2 separate regions of the Mus musculus genome follow, and region 1 is linked to region 2. Evidence: chromatin contacts called from public HiChIP or PLAC-seq data. All regions are on one chromosome and are shown on one strand. The core of a region is the stretch at or near the end of the contact, and the rest is flanking DNA. Distances in the headings are between cores, read along the strand shown.

Evidence for each region. HiChIP or PLAC-seq counts read pairs in DNA pulled down with a chosen protein or histone mark.
Region 1: a contact with region 2 is called in a RAD21 HiChIP or PLAC-seq map of pro-B cells, with 10 times the contacts expected there. The contact joins two enhancer-like sites. A contact is called at or near these places in 1 of 39 promoter capture datasets (the C10 cell line), 2 of 15 datasets of contacts at CTCF or cohesin (large pre-B cells and pro-B cells), 5 of 484 Hi-C or Micro-C datasets (CD8 T cells, cerebellum, double positive thymocytes and 1 more) and 1 of 115 datasets of contacts at active chromatin or transcription factors (large pre-B cells).

What each region holds. Positions count from the first base shown.
Region 1 is chr14:15,764,693-15,772,119 of GRCm38.p6, reverse strand. No RefSeq gene overlaps it. Among named protein-coding and RNA genes, the nearest start is that of Gm31804, 6.7 kb to the left of the region's middle. Within about 2 kb of position 2,094, at least 67 of the 459 cell types and tissues checked have an H3K27ac peak or open chromatin away from gene starts, as enhancers often do. A contact at or near this core is called in double positive thymocytes and pro-B cells, where this site is marked.
Region 2 is chr14:16,192,384-16,198,965 of GRCm38.p6, reverse strand. No RefSeq gene overlaps it. Among named protein-coding and RNA genes, the nearest start is that of Oxsm, 48 kb to the left of the region's middle. Within about 2 kb of position 4,350, at least 16 of the 459 cell types and tissues checked have an H3K27ac peak or open chromatin away from gene starts, as enhancers often do. A contact at or near this core is called in double positive thymocytes and pro-B cells, where this site is marked.

The DNA of each region.
Region 1 (7,427 bases), core at 845-3,344, 420 kb after region 2:
CCATGGCAGCAGACATGGACAAATACAAACACGAACAGAATTACAGAATTCTGTAGATAAAATAAAAAGAGAGGAAAATCTGCTTATATATTAGAAAAACCAGTAGTCTGATGATGCAAAAGCTCTTTGTTGTGATCTGATGTTCCATCCTGGAATACTGAGTTCAGTTTCCACAATATAGTTACAGGGAATGAGCTGAACACACACTGTGAGCTGTCTGTCATTTCTGTTGCAAATGTCTAGAAGTGACACAAGACACAGTAATCAAAGTCAAATTTTAACAAGTTAGGGAGACCATAGATATCCACTGGCCAGGTAATACATCAGAGGAAACACTCGCCATCACCTCAGATGGCAGAGGATTGGGAAACCTTCATCCTACAATGAAAATGAGGTAGTTTTCCTGGAACAAATCAGGATCAGCCAGAGGACTCAGCACCAGGATAGCCAGTACAGAAAATCCCACATGTTAGGTGCCACAGCAGGGAAGGCCAGGGAACTCTGGCTCTCTTTCCCATCAGCCATACACAATGCAGTGAGTGGGATTTCTTGGACTTAGAAGAATCACCAGGATATTGTCACTGCCAGAAGAGCCTGTAGCTACCAAAACTAACCACATACGTTCTCCTCCCCATAATGAATGGGAACAGACACAGCATTCTCAGACAGAGCATGGAGGAGCTCAGAATCTATATTGCACACACTATGAAGAATCATGAACTAGTTTCGAAACTAACACTGTAAGCTGTCACTAGAATCAACAAATAGAAGACTGGATGCAAGGAGTCAGACCCCATGGAGCAAACAGAAAAAAATGAATGACAATGAATTTTAGAATCGTTTTCTGAGAGCTGATTTAATGATACTTTTTAATCATTCTTTAGTTTGCCCACCTTGTCTCAAACATTATCATGTACCTAACAATTTCCAGCTCTCATGTCCACTGTGTGGAGATGACTCCTGACCAGCATCATTAGATGTGTGTGACTTAGCTGAAATCTTCAGAGGTATGTAATAAGATAGTGCAGCCTCATATCTCTCAGAGAGGAGGAGATATGTCATATATTCTATGTTAAAAATATTTGGGAGTAACAATCCTTACATCTTAACTATTAATTATTAGTTCACAATTGACTCGATCAAATGAGTTTGGGGATTATTTACAAATTACTTTTCTTAGTGGTATTTATATTATTCAAAATTAAGTATTCTCAATTGAATTATTATTATTATTATTATTATTATTATTATTATTATTATTATTATTATTATTATTTGATTGATATCATGAGGCAGGATATGTACCTCAGGCTGGACTCATGCTTATGATATAACTAACATGCTCCCAGACCTTAGCACAACTATTGCAATGACAGAAACCCATTCAGGTGTTGGAACTCAGAACATAGGCGGGGACATCTGACACAAGAACTTAGACCTAAACCACCTCACAAAATAGATACAAAGGTTACATCAATGGTCCAGGGATGTGGCTGGAAAAGCCACAAATGTACTAACTGCTTTTTTGCTCCTGCAGTTCTACTTCTTGCTAACTGCTCTTGTTAACTGAAGTGTTCTGACCAGGATATGGTTTTTTTTTTTTTTTTTTTTTTTTTTTTTTGTGCTTAAAATGCCAAGAAAGGTAAGGCTCAAGGCTTCATGGTTTGGGCAAGTTCTCTCATGCAACCTCCATGGCTGTGTTGACTTTAGGAGTCCTGTGTTCACTGAAGGAGTTATCTTGGAGAAGTGGCCCTCCTGTCTCAGCTCCTGATGGAGTTACAGGTGTATATCATCATAATTGGACTTGAAACTGTATTTCACTAAAAGCAGGCTTACTGATTCAAAGCTTCTGCATTTAGAAAGCTGTGAAGGATGCAGCCACATCCTGTGGACTGACCTGATGTGCAGCAGCATGGGTCTCATTCCTTCTGGCACTGAGACAGAACTGATTGGAACCATTTTTCCATTCTTTTTTTTCTTTTCTTTTTTTTTTCTGAAGAAAACGTGTCTGACCCTCCCCGTTCTACCAGAAAAGAGTAACTGCTGAAAGTGACGTCATTCTTTCCCAGCAGCCGGCTTCTTCCTGTCTCATGGCTGCGGCTTGGTTTCCCTTTCCCATGGGTGTCACACTGTGGTTCACACTGTGGCTGCAGTGTTGCTTTCTGTAAGACTGTTTCTCACTTCCTTCTTGTCTCACCTACATTTTCATTTTTTTCTGCTCCTGAATTTTACTGTTTATTATACAGTGTTTAAACTCCCTTTGAAACGAAGTGTTTTGAGGGTGAATAAAACACCCGGAATTGTGTCCCATTGAGGGCCAAACAAAGATGACATGGGCTGGCAATAGAGCACTAATGCTTTCAAGATCTTTGCCTCAAGAGACAGTAAACTCATATCAGCTGATGTCATCATCATAAAAACATTTTGAAAACCATTTTAGAATGTCCTCTTAAGTTCTCAGCACAGCGAACAAATGTTTCAATGGCTGTAAAATCTTCTGGATCATTTTTATTCCAGGAACAAAAAAACCAACGCTCAATGTAGAGAACCAGAACCACACAGGGCTCATCAAGCTGGGTTAGCACTTTTATTTCTTCTCAAATGTACAAAATAGAGTGCCAAGAATTGTAAAAGACAGGGTTAGTGAGCTGACACTGAAAGTGTTCCCCAAGGACCAACTTAGAGAAGCCAGCAGGCATGAGGGTTGGTATTACATGGGCATGTGGACAGGCATATGCTACTGTTAGGAATCCTGTGACTATCCCCCCCAAAAAATCTCAGAATCTATCACCACTACAATTCAAAGTCAAAAAGGTCAGTAAAGTCATGGTCACAGTGACCTGGTGACTGGTACATTACCTCAGGGTTCCACCTAGAATCACAGGCATTTCCCATCATGCATTACTTCGCCTTCAGACCCCAGGGGAGCCATGGGTTTGGCTGATCATAGTGGGATTCAGGACTTTAGATCCATCTGTTTATTGTTGGAAGTGGTGCCATGGGTCTAAATTCTGAAGCTATTTTGCCCCCTCATGAAGGGCTGTTCTGTAAAGTCTGATCACAATCTAGTGTTTACTTGATCTCATCACTTTTGTGTTGTGTGTTTTCCCTTCCATTGGTGCCATAGTGTAAGGGACATAATTCAGTATGCTTGCCAGAGGGACTATTGAATGTTATCCAGTTACTGAGAGCACAGGTGGGTCTGGGAGTGTGCTCCATGGGCTCTATACCTGAACACTTCTGATGTTCTTGCTTCAAGAACTGTAAACAAACTCACAATAATTGGTACTGGCCAACAGTATCTACAGGAAGCTCATCTTTTCAACATACAAGACTGGAAGACAGCAAAGAAAGGGCATGTTTCAGAAGTGACAGAATGACAGTATGTACTATGTGGCTAAGATGACCACAAGATCACGATCTTGTTTTCCACATCTAGAGTGATGGATGAAAAGATAGCTAGGAAAATATGGGACCTCAGCAGAGCATCTGAAGAGTGATGTAAAGCCTGAAAGAAGGCCTGTGAATGTTGGAAGCTTTACACAGAATCTTCTCATCAGGCAGATAGCAGAGCAGCATGCAGACTATCCCAACAAGATTGAATTGGAATGGCCAAGATAATTGTTCAATCACTGTTCAGGTTAGATTTGGGAATCTTTTTTTTAAATTTAATTTTATTTTATTTTAATTAGGTATTTTCTTCATTTACATTTCCAATGCTACCCCAAAAGTCCTCCATACCCTTCCCCCCACTCCCCTAATCTTAAAGGATCTTCTTGAACACCAATACAGTCTCCCAACACTGAAGCCAAAGTGCACACCAGTGTCCAGAGGGCAGCAGAACTCACATCACTAAACCAAGAGGCCAAAAGAACAAGAACAAGAAGATGACTGGGCAAGAGGAATCAGATTGATGGGAGGAGCTTGGAGTCATTGGTCCTGTCTCTCTTAATTCTTTTTGTTTCCAGGGTTTCCTGCAAAGGTTGGGAAGTTCTTATGGATACTTACATGCAGCTTGACTTTCTGGGTTCCCTGATGTAGAGCACACCTACATCATTCTTTGTTGAGATTTCTCTTTATAACAATCTGAAATATTTAGGATAGGCAATTACTTTTTCTAATTTTCCATGAATGAATTCTCCCTGATGTAATACTGATGCCCCAGGCAGTATATTTTAGAACAATTATCTAGTCCACCCTTTGCCCCTCTTCTTCAGAAACATCAACTGAAATGAGTCATAATTAAATAGGAATAGAAGCTGATTAACCCTAACTACCCTCTGCAGTGTTTAGTTTTGAGTTAATTTGGTGGTCTCTACTTTCTAGCAATTTACTTTTGCAAAGTGTATCAGTGACTCTTTCTTTATTCCAAAAGAATGGTGAGTGATAACAATGGTGGTGGTGATGTAGATAGTTGTGGTGTGTGTGTGTGTGTGTGTGTGTGTGTGTGTGTGTTGGGGGGTGGCACACATGTATGTGTTTGTGTGGTGTTTGTGTGTCGGGTGTGTGTTTGTATTGTATATGTGTATATATGTATGTAGTGTGTGTATGTATACAGTGTGCATGTGTGTATGTATATGTTTTTGTGTGTCTGTTGTGTGCGCACGTGTGTGTTGTGTATGTGTGATGTATTTGTATTTTCTCTGTGTGTGGTGTATGTATGGGGTGTGTGTGTGTGTGTGTGTGTGTGTGTGTGTGTGTGTGTGTAAGGGGGGAAAGAATGAGTGAAAAAAACAATCATTTAACCTTTCTCATTTTTTTTTTCCTCTGAGATGGGGACAATTATAAAGCTTGCTTCTCCGGCTACTGTGAATACTGGATAAAGGAGTAATAAATAAATTAGGTCAGTCCCGGCACTTCACAAGTGCTCAATAAGTATTTATTATTGTTACACTTGGAGCAAGGGGGCTTATTGTACATCTTTGAGATGTGTTTAGATGGAGCGACTATAAATTACAATGACTTATTTCACATTCTATAGAGAATTAGGAGAGTTTGTAAGTTACCAGCATAAAGAAATGATAGTAAGTTAGAGGTTAATTATTTTAATTGTAAATATCTATCAAATTATCATGCTGTACCCCATAAATATGTATAATTACTGTATGTCAGTGAAATGTTCTTGGAACATTGAGTTTGGGGAGAAGGAGGAAGTATAATTTAGCTATTCCATCAGAGATGTTGGAACAGAAAAGCTCATATTGAATGCATTGGAACATGTGGGCATTTAGCCATCAAAGATTCACAAGACTTCATTAAGCCAGATAGAGAAGCTCATTTGTTTTGCTTTCTTGCTCTGATCTACAAGGGATTGATTTAAATTGGAACAGAGTTCAGTTTCCATGAGATCATGTCCATGTGGCTTCCTGCTGCTCCTAGAAAATTTTCTGTCTTGCTTGGCAGCCCCACTCTCCAGTAGTCTGGATTATAGTTTCCATGTTTTTCAAAGAACCCCATTGTTTTCTGACCACCAGGACTGGGGAAGGGAGACACTTGAATGAAGTTACATTAGTCAAAGGTTTCCTAGGGCAGTGTTCTTGGCTCCACAAGAAGGCAGACTTTGGGAAGTCTGTAGACCCTTTGGTTGTTACAATGGAGAGGATGCCATTGATGTACAATAGAAAAATCAGTGTTATTACTGAATATTCTGCAATGATCATGGCAGGCCTTATAGGAAAGCATCAGTGAGGTGCTGTCAAAAACTATAACCCAAATACTCCATCACCAGCAGCTGGTACTCTAGAGCTGTAATCCAGACAGTGATATCTTGGGACCAGGCTGTTAACACTCCGAGAGGTTACTGTGTGTGGAGGAAGATTGTACTGCTTGAGGGCATAATCTAGTCACTCAGAAAGCCAGACAGTTCTATCTTCCTTGGGCTTGTTTATTGGTAGAAATTCATTTTCTGATTTTACTTGAACTCTATCTATCTATCTATCTATCTATCTATCTATCTATCTATCTATCTATCTATCTATCTATCTATGGGGTGAGTACATGTCTTTGTCCATTAGCTCTCACCTTGATCACCTCCATCTCCCCAAGCTTTAACTTCATACGAGAATCAGGTGGAGTAAAACTAGAGTTTTGTTTACAAAACAAACTTTTCTATCAAATTCCTACACAGCCAAGGACCAATATTCCATAATCTCCCTACTTTGTAATATTTTTAAGATAAGGAATTAAAATCTTTTAGTTTTGCTCAACTAGGAAAACTTCAATTTATGCAAATACTTTGTTGCATTCCTAGAACTTAGGGGCCTAGAGAGGTGGACCCTTCCCCATTTCTTTTGTGCCACTTTCCATGTTAATCGATCAGGAGTAGACTGTGAAGTTGATCCTTAACCAATGAGGAACAACCAAGACCCCAACTCTACCCCAGCCCCATCTGGACCATGTGTGTTTCTTGCTAACCTGGCTCGATGAAACACACCTTTTAAAAAAAGCAATGAAATTCCTTGCTGGGTTAATTTCTATCTGTTTTGTGTTACAACACCAAAAATATTCTATTTTCATGCTACCATGTCTGCAGATTTTTTTAAAAGTTATTCCAAAAAGCTTTATTTTTAATTTAATGTTTTTTAGTTTTGGTAATTTCTTATATGACTTTCATTTACATAATTTTCATCCCTGCTTCTGCCCCCTCCAACTCTTTCTGTGTCCTTCCCCACTCTTTTTTTTAAAAATTTTTTATTAGATATTTTCTTTATTTACATTTCAAACGCTATCCCGAAAGTAGCTCGCTCTCTGACCATAGTGTGTGCAGGAACACGGGCATGGGACCACCTCATGTCTTCTTCCTTTCTGTTCTCACAAATTGGGTTGTGATGAATTTGATATATATGTCAGGGGAAGTAACCTCAGCTACTTACTGATAGGTATGCTTGGAATTTGAGTCTTTGAATGCATATCCTGAGAGTTAGAGGAAGGAAGGAAGGCATGCGTGATCAGATACTGAGATTAAAGGAATAGATATGATGAAAATGTATTTGAAATAATTAAAGTGTCAATATGTACAAAACTTAAACCTAAATGTGAATTTTTAAAATTCTGAGCAATATGATGAGGGAGAATTGAACAACTCTCATGGGTAACGGGTGCCCTCAATGAGTTCAGCATGCCGATAGCCACATCCATTTTCTAGATCATATACAGTTCTCAATGCACATCTGACAGGCAGCCCATGCTATTTTCATCTTCTTTATTAGGCCTTTTCTTTCTGCAACACAGTTTCTTACCAAGTGATTCTTTATGAATACTATGAATATGCAAGATGAGGCAAGTTCGGTGGCTTCCAGAGGAGATTTCTGAAGCTTTTAACTGGAATGAATGATGAACTGCCCCACTCAGTCCTGCCTCCCCCAGACAGCAAAGAAGAGTTTTTTGTTTGTTTGTTTGTTTGTTTATTTGTTTGTATGCTGTGGTTC
Region 2 (6,582 bases), core at 3,101-5,600:
GTAGGCCTAGAGGAAACACAATGCTATTGCTTAGCCAGGCAATACATACATAGAGTTAAACTGCTTTCTAAATACTTGTTTATATATAAATTATACATTTATAGACATGTTACTCCTAGACTTAGCCAGATAAGTTTCTCCTCCCAGTGAAGGGCTGTGAATACAGAGAATCATGGTTGTACAAAGTATTGAAAATGAGAGATGAGTGAGTGAGTGTCTAGCCCTAAATAAGACATTCATAATCACCCCCCCCCAAAGCTCAGAGACACCATGGAAGAAGGAGAGAATGGATGTATGAGTCAGATGGTAGGAAGAAGAGCTATAGATTTTCATCTTCTGAGTAACCATTGCAATGTTAAATTCATAGCAACTACATATACTTATACTGGATCTGCATAATTATGGGCCAGCATGGATGGAGGAGTGGCTCAGAATAGGGGGTGAGGTAACCATCATGACAACTCTTTCCTGTTTATAGATTCAGTGAGGAGAGGCTCATTACATTAAGTTGTGGACCCACTGGTGACCCTCTTGGGCATCATGGAGAGTTCTAATCCAATAGTCACACAGATGGCCCTAGTAAAACTAAACGGGTTATGAAACAAACCCAAAAGTCATGAATTTGGGTAAGGGACTAGTGGAGTGGGTGGAGTGGAAACTTCTGTATCCAAAGGTCTAGGCCTATGAGTGAATTCTCATATTCATAAGCTTTTGTTGTATAAACCCTGTTCACGGATTTAAAACTATTGGTTGAATAATGGTCAGTGAAAGCCAATTGCTGGAGAGATTAGAGGCAGGTGGGATTGGTTAGGAGTGGAGAAGACAGAGGAAAAAGAAGAGAGACCAGCAGAAGAAGGAGGAAGAATAATAAGAGAAAAGAGAGCTGTCATGAGAAGAGATTGACCATGAGAACATGGCCAGGAGAAACAGCAAGTATCTGAAGTATACTGCTGGGGAGGTAGCTGGGACAGCAGTTAGAAAAGTAGACTAGGAGTTATCCCAGTAATTGTTAAAGTTAAATAAAACAACCACAGTCTGAGTTTCATTCATTTGTAAGCTAGTTGGAGATAAGTTTTAAAAAGTTGTACTACATTCATGCTTAAGGGGCATGAGCCAGGCAAAGAAAGACAAACTGTTTGATCACACAGAAATGCAGAATATAGAAAATGAGAGAGGGGGAAGGGTGAGAGAGAGATGGAGGGAGGGAAGGAGTGAAGAAGAAGAAGAGGGAGAGGGAAAGAGGGAGAGAGAGAGAGAAAGAGGGAGAGGAGGAAGAGGAAGAAGAGGGTTGTAGAGTGGAGAGATTTATCAAGGTCCAAAGCTTGTTATAAGTGTGTTCCTGAACACGTATGTGCTGCACAGTTAACAGAGGTAACAACAGCACATGGTGTTCTTAAGAGTGTTAGCCTTTTAAATTATAATTTGTTATTTATATGTTTCTGTGTGGGTTTATGTGTGTCAATCAAGAAGTGGGTGCCAGATCGCAGTTGTGAAGTGGCCAACCTGAGAATTAGAAACTGAACTTGCGGGGCTAGAGAGATGGCTCAGTGGTTAAGAGCACTGATGGCTTTTCCTGAGGTTCTGAATTCAGTTCCCAGTAACTATAATATGGTGGCTCGTAACCATCTTTAATACGATTTGATGCCCTCTTCTGGTATGTCTGAAGACATCTACAGTGTACTCATATACGTAAGATAAATGAATAAATCTTAGAAAGGAAGAAAGAAAGAAAGAAAGAAAGAAAGAGAAAAAGAAAGAAAGAAAGAAAGAAAGAAAGAAAGAAAGAAAGAAAGAAAGAAAGAAAGAAAGAAACTGAACCTGGATTCTTTGTAAAAGCAGCAAATACTCTTCTTAACTGCTGAGCTGTCTCTCCAGCTCCAGAACTGTCAATTTTAAGGTTTATTGTCATATACAAGGGTCTCTATGAGAGATATTAGCATATGGATATGCTAACTACCTTGATTGCAGTAATCATTTCATAATATATACAGTGGTCAAAATGTTATGCTGTAAAGTTTAGATACACGCACTTTTAAATTCGTAAATAATATTGGCGGCACATGCTTTTAATTCCAGCAATTGGGAGGTAGAGGCAGGTGGATCTCAGTGTTGGTGACCAGTCTGCTCCACAGAGAGAGTTCCAGGCCAGCCAGGACCACATAGAAAAACCCTATCTTGAAAACAAAACAAAACAAAACAAAAAATCTTATGAACACTAAAGTAAAATAAATCCAAACGGCCACATGATGGAGCCAAAGCCTTGATGGTTAATAGGCCTTTCACTTAAACTGAACTAGTTTATTTTTAAAAATGTTTGAGTAAATGTTTCTTTGTCACGTTTTCAACATAACACTTTGTTTCTAACAATGTTTTTATGTCACAAGGTAGACCTGATTTGTCCTTATTCTTTCAAACTTGAAAAACTGTAATTTTTAAACCCCGTGTAGCATAGGCGTGGTGTGGTGCAAAAGGCACAATCATGTTTACTTATTAAGGACAAGACCAGCAGAATCCATGAAAAATGGAAATTCCATTCCTCAAAAAATTTCCCTATGGTGTCTCTCCAGCAAGAGACATTCACAAGTAGAAAGCTACTTGTGCCCTGCTTGAACAACACCCTCTATGTTTGCTGATACAGCTACTGAAAAGAGCCAATGAAAACCTGAAGACTCACTGGCTAAACTCTTTCATTTTACTCTCCAAATGAAACTGAGTTCTGGAGAAAAGCAGGACATGGATTGCAAGTTAGTGGGTACTAGAGATGTAATGTTTTGCTTTGCAGTTCTTGTAGACTTTAGCACGGACACTTGTTCAACAAATGTTCTCTAGTTTTTACTAGGCTTAGGACTGTGAATGCAGGTCTGGGAAATGAATTTTAAAGCAAAAACTGCCACCTTCTGGAACTGCAAATGCCACCAGCACTCACGGGTATCAGGGGCACAGAGCACAAAAACTCATGTGCTATGGAGGTCGAGAGTCATGAGTGTCGTTAGTTTTAAGAAGCATATTGTTTGTTTTAGAATATTTTGACTTTCCTTAAACATTATCCTTTTCTATAAGAAGAAATAAAGGGGAAGCAATATGTTTTCATTCTGGAGTTTTTTATATCAGCCCTCTAAGTTGGAGATCTGATTTTGGTAACCTTCAGTATTGGAGTGTTGATAAAAGATGGCATATAGAAAGGAAGTCAGATGCAGAGCCATTCCTCCGAGCTTTCAGTGACAGTGAAGATACTGGTAGGAGGAATCACTGTTGCAGAATGTTTGCTGACTCAGCTGGTGTAAGAGCTGGAAATCTGTGCTGGCTGGTCTTAAGTCAACTGACAAACAGGTTAGTGTTATCTCAAAGGAGAGAACCTTTACTGAGAAAATGCTTCCACAAGACAAAGCTGTAAGGCATTTTCTTAATTAGCTATTGATGGGGGTGGGTCCAGCCCATTGTGGGTAGTGCCATACTGAGGTGGTGGTCCTGTGTTCTATCTAAAGAAAGCAATCCAGTAAACAGCACCCCTTCATGGCCTCTTCATCAGCTCCTGCCTTGATTGAGCTTCTATCCTGACTCCCTTCAATGATGAGCACTGATGTTGATGTGTAAGCCAGATAATTCCTTTTCTCCCCAACTTGGTTTTATGTTATGGTTTTTCAGTGCAGCAACAGAAACCCTAAGACAAAACCTATAGCCATGCTCATGAGTGATGTGCTTAATTAACAAAATAGAGAAGAAAAAGCTTGAATTTTGGGTCTCAGATAAGATTAAAGTTGTATAATATGGTACTCAGGTCTAGAGGACAGAATTGGCTGAGGCCTAATGTGATAACTCAGTATGCAAACAGAATATCATAAAGAGCGAAGTAGCAAGGGGCCAGAGCAAGGGCTCACTGGAGAAAGGCACCTGAAACAAGAACATAAAATGGACTCCTACAAACAAAATGTCCTCTGATCACATACATGCTATGACATGCTTATGGGAACACACACACACACACACACACACACACACAAGTCACTCAACCAACCAACCAAATAATGAACTATTTTAAAGAGAGTAAGCAAAGAGGGAATATTAGTCTATTAAAAGTCCCAGGATATCTTTGCATACCCCTAAAGATAAATAGCAAAAGCTGTTCACTGGAGTTGGAAATTCATGGCACCACACGGCATCAGGCAAGATTAAATAGATGATCTGACTCTCTCACACAATGGAGTCTCCTCTCCTCTTCCCCCCCACCACATCATCGATAGTGTTCGGAAGTTGTTCCTTGTGAACAATGTGACATAGCTCATCTCTCTTATGTTTAAAATAAAATGTCGGCATCCCTTTCCTTTTTTGACAGACAAGGACATTGAAGCTTGAAGGAGAATTGTTGTTAGTGATGGAGCCAGGCAGCTCCTTGCATCACACTCTTATCTTTGTACCAATGGAAATTCTGTTTTGGCTCGTGACTTTAGTGTAAATTTGTTTTGAAGTAATACAAAAAAAATCAAAGAATAGTATTTTATGAAACTAAAATTGTATGGAATTTGCCTTCCTATGCAACTCATAAAGTTTTATTAGGACATGTAACCACACATATACTTAAGTTTGTTGGTGGCTGTCTTTGGTGCTGACAGAGACCACATGGCCACTGGAGCTTGAAATACTTACTTCTTGGTTCCTCATGAGGAGAATTTGCCGAGTGCTGATCTCCATTCTACAAAAGACTTGTTCCTAAATGGTTAGAAATGAGGTCTTTTTGCTAATATTTAGGCTTAAAATCCTTTTGAAACATTACCAGTGGGAGCCATTGAGAGTCCAGAGCACTGGCATTGAACACCACACTGTCATAAGGACTGATCTATTGTGAGTCCCAGCAGTTAGTTCAGATGGGCACAAAGATCCTAAATGGACATCAAAAAATCTTACCCTTGGTCTGCTCCAAGGACTCTTCTGGGCCTTCCTCCCCTCTTCCATAATGCTGAGAAGTATTAGGTAAACCCTGAGCCTCTACTCTACATTTTGCAATGCAATTGTGTGTCATTCTAATAGTTTATGGTTCTTTACAACTACTTAGAACGTTTTTATTTTTTTGATCATGCCTCTGTTTCTGAAGAAATGTCTAAATTTTTAAAAAAAGATTTATTTATTTATTTTATGTGAGTACACTGTTTCTTTAGACACACCAGAAGAGGGCATCAGATCCCATTACAAATGGTTGAGAGCCTTCATGTAGTTACTGGGAAGTGAACTCAGGACCTCTGGAAGAACAGTCAGTGCTTTTAACTGCTGAGTCATCTCTCCAGCCCAGAAATGTATAGCTTTAAGGCCAGGAATAAAATCTCAAATGTTGACAGGTAAAATAAATGAAAAAAGAAGATAAAAACATCTGTCATAGTCTGTGTACCCAGGACTGCTCAGTGTGGTGATGGTGGCAGGGGTTGGAACCTTGTGGAAGGCTATAAAATCACAGAATGGTATCCTACCTCCTTCCCCTACCTAGATCCTACAGATGTGAATTATACTAAGACAGTGAGACCTGGCTTCCTCTCTGGCCATGTAAAATCTAAATGTGCTCCCTCTGACTTTCTATACAGTCATGTGGAGTCTGAATGTCAGGCCAATGAGCTTGTCATACCACTATTAGACCATCCTTAGAGGCCTAGCTCATGATGGTACCTGATTGTCAGCTTTTAATCTCCACAATTGTGAGCTGAGTGTCAGTAGTAAATGCACAGAGACATAGCTCCACACTGCTACCCTCAGAAGCCTGTGTTCCTCTACTGTCTTAGGACCTTCTACTTAGTCTAAACGGGGATTCATGGTTTTGATGCTGAAAAAAAAATATCAAGAATAGCCAGTACTTGAAACAGTGTGGAGATTTTTTTTTTTAGGTATTTTCTTCATTTACATTTCTAGTGCTATCCCAAGTCCCCCATACCCTCCCCCATTCACTCCCCTACCCACCCACTCCCACTTCTTGGCCCTGGCGTTCCCCTATACTGAGGCATATAAAGTTTGCAAGACCAATGGGCTTCTCTTTCCACTGATTATTAAAGGTATTTTAATATAGTTTTAACTATGGGGATTAAGAGGAAAATAGACATTCATAAGAAATCAAGACATAGCCAAAAGGATGAGTCCAAACTTTGCAAAGAAAGAAATGCATCTCACAGAATGTAGGATTTCAGAAGCTTCGGTGCTCACTGGGTTTCTGGGTCCTCTATCTTTCTTCTACTCCTGTTTACTTCCTTGATATTGGGAACTGATTACAGCTTGGCTTTGGAGATGCGTTGGAAGGGGTCAGTTAAGAAGCCATTAGGGTTGCCCAAGGGAATTGGTTATATGTGCCTTCCTATGAATGAGGCTTCTAATGGGAAAATATCAGCTTTGCATACTGGAAAAGGTAGAGGCCTTAGGAAACTGGTAATATCAATGGAGTTCTTGCTTCTCTGCTTTGACTGCTTCTAGGATGAAGGGATGCCTCTCTATTCTCATATTCACATCCCATTTCCCCCTCCTTTTCCAGGTGTTTTTTGGAGACCACCACCTTTCACATTTGGTCCTTAAAGGAAGTCCTAGGTAAAAACCACAGCAGTTCTTATCTTT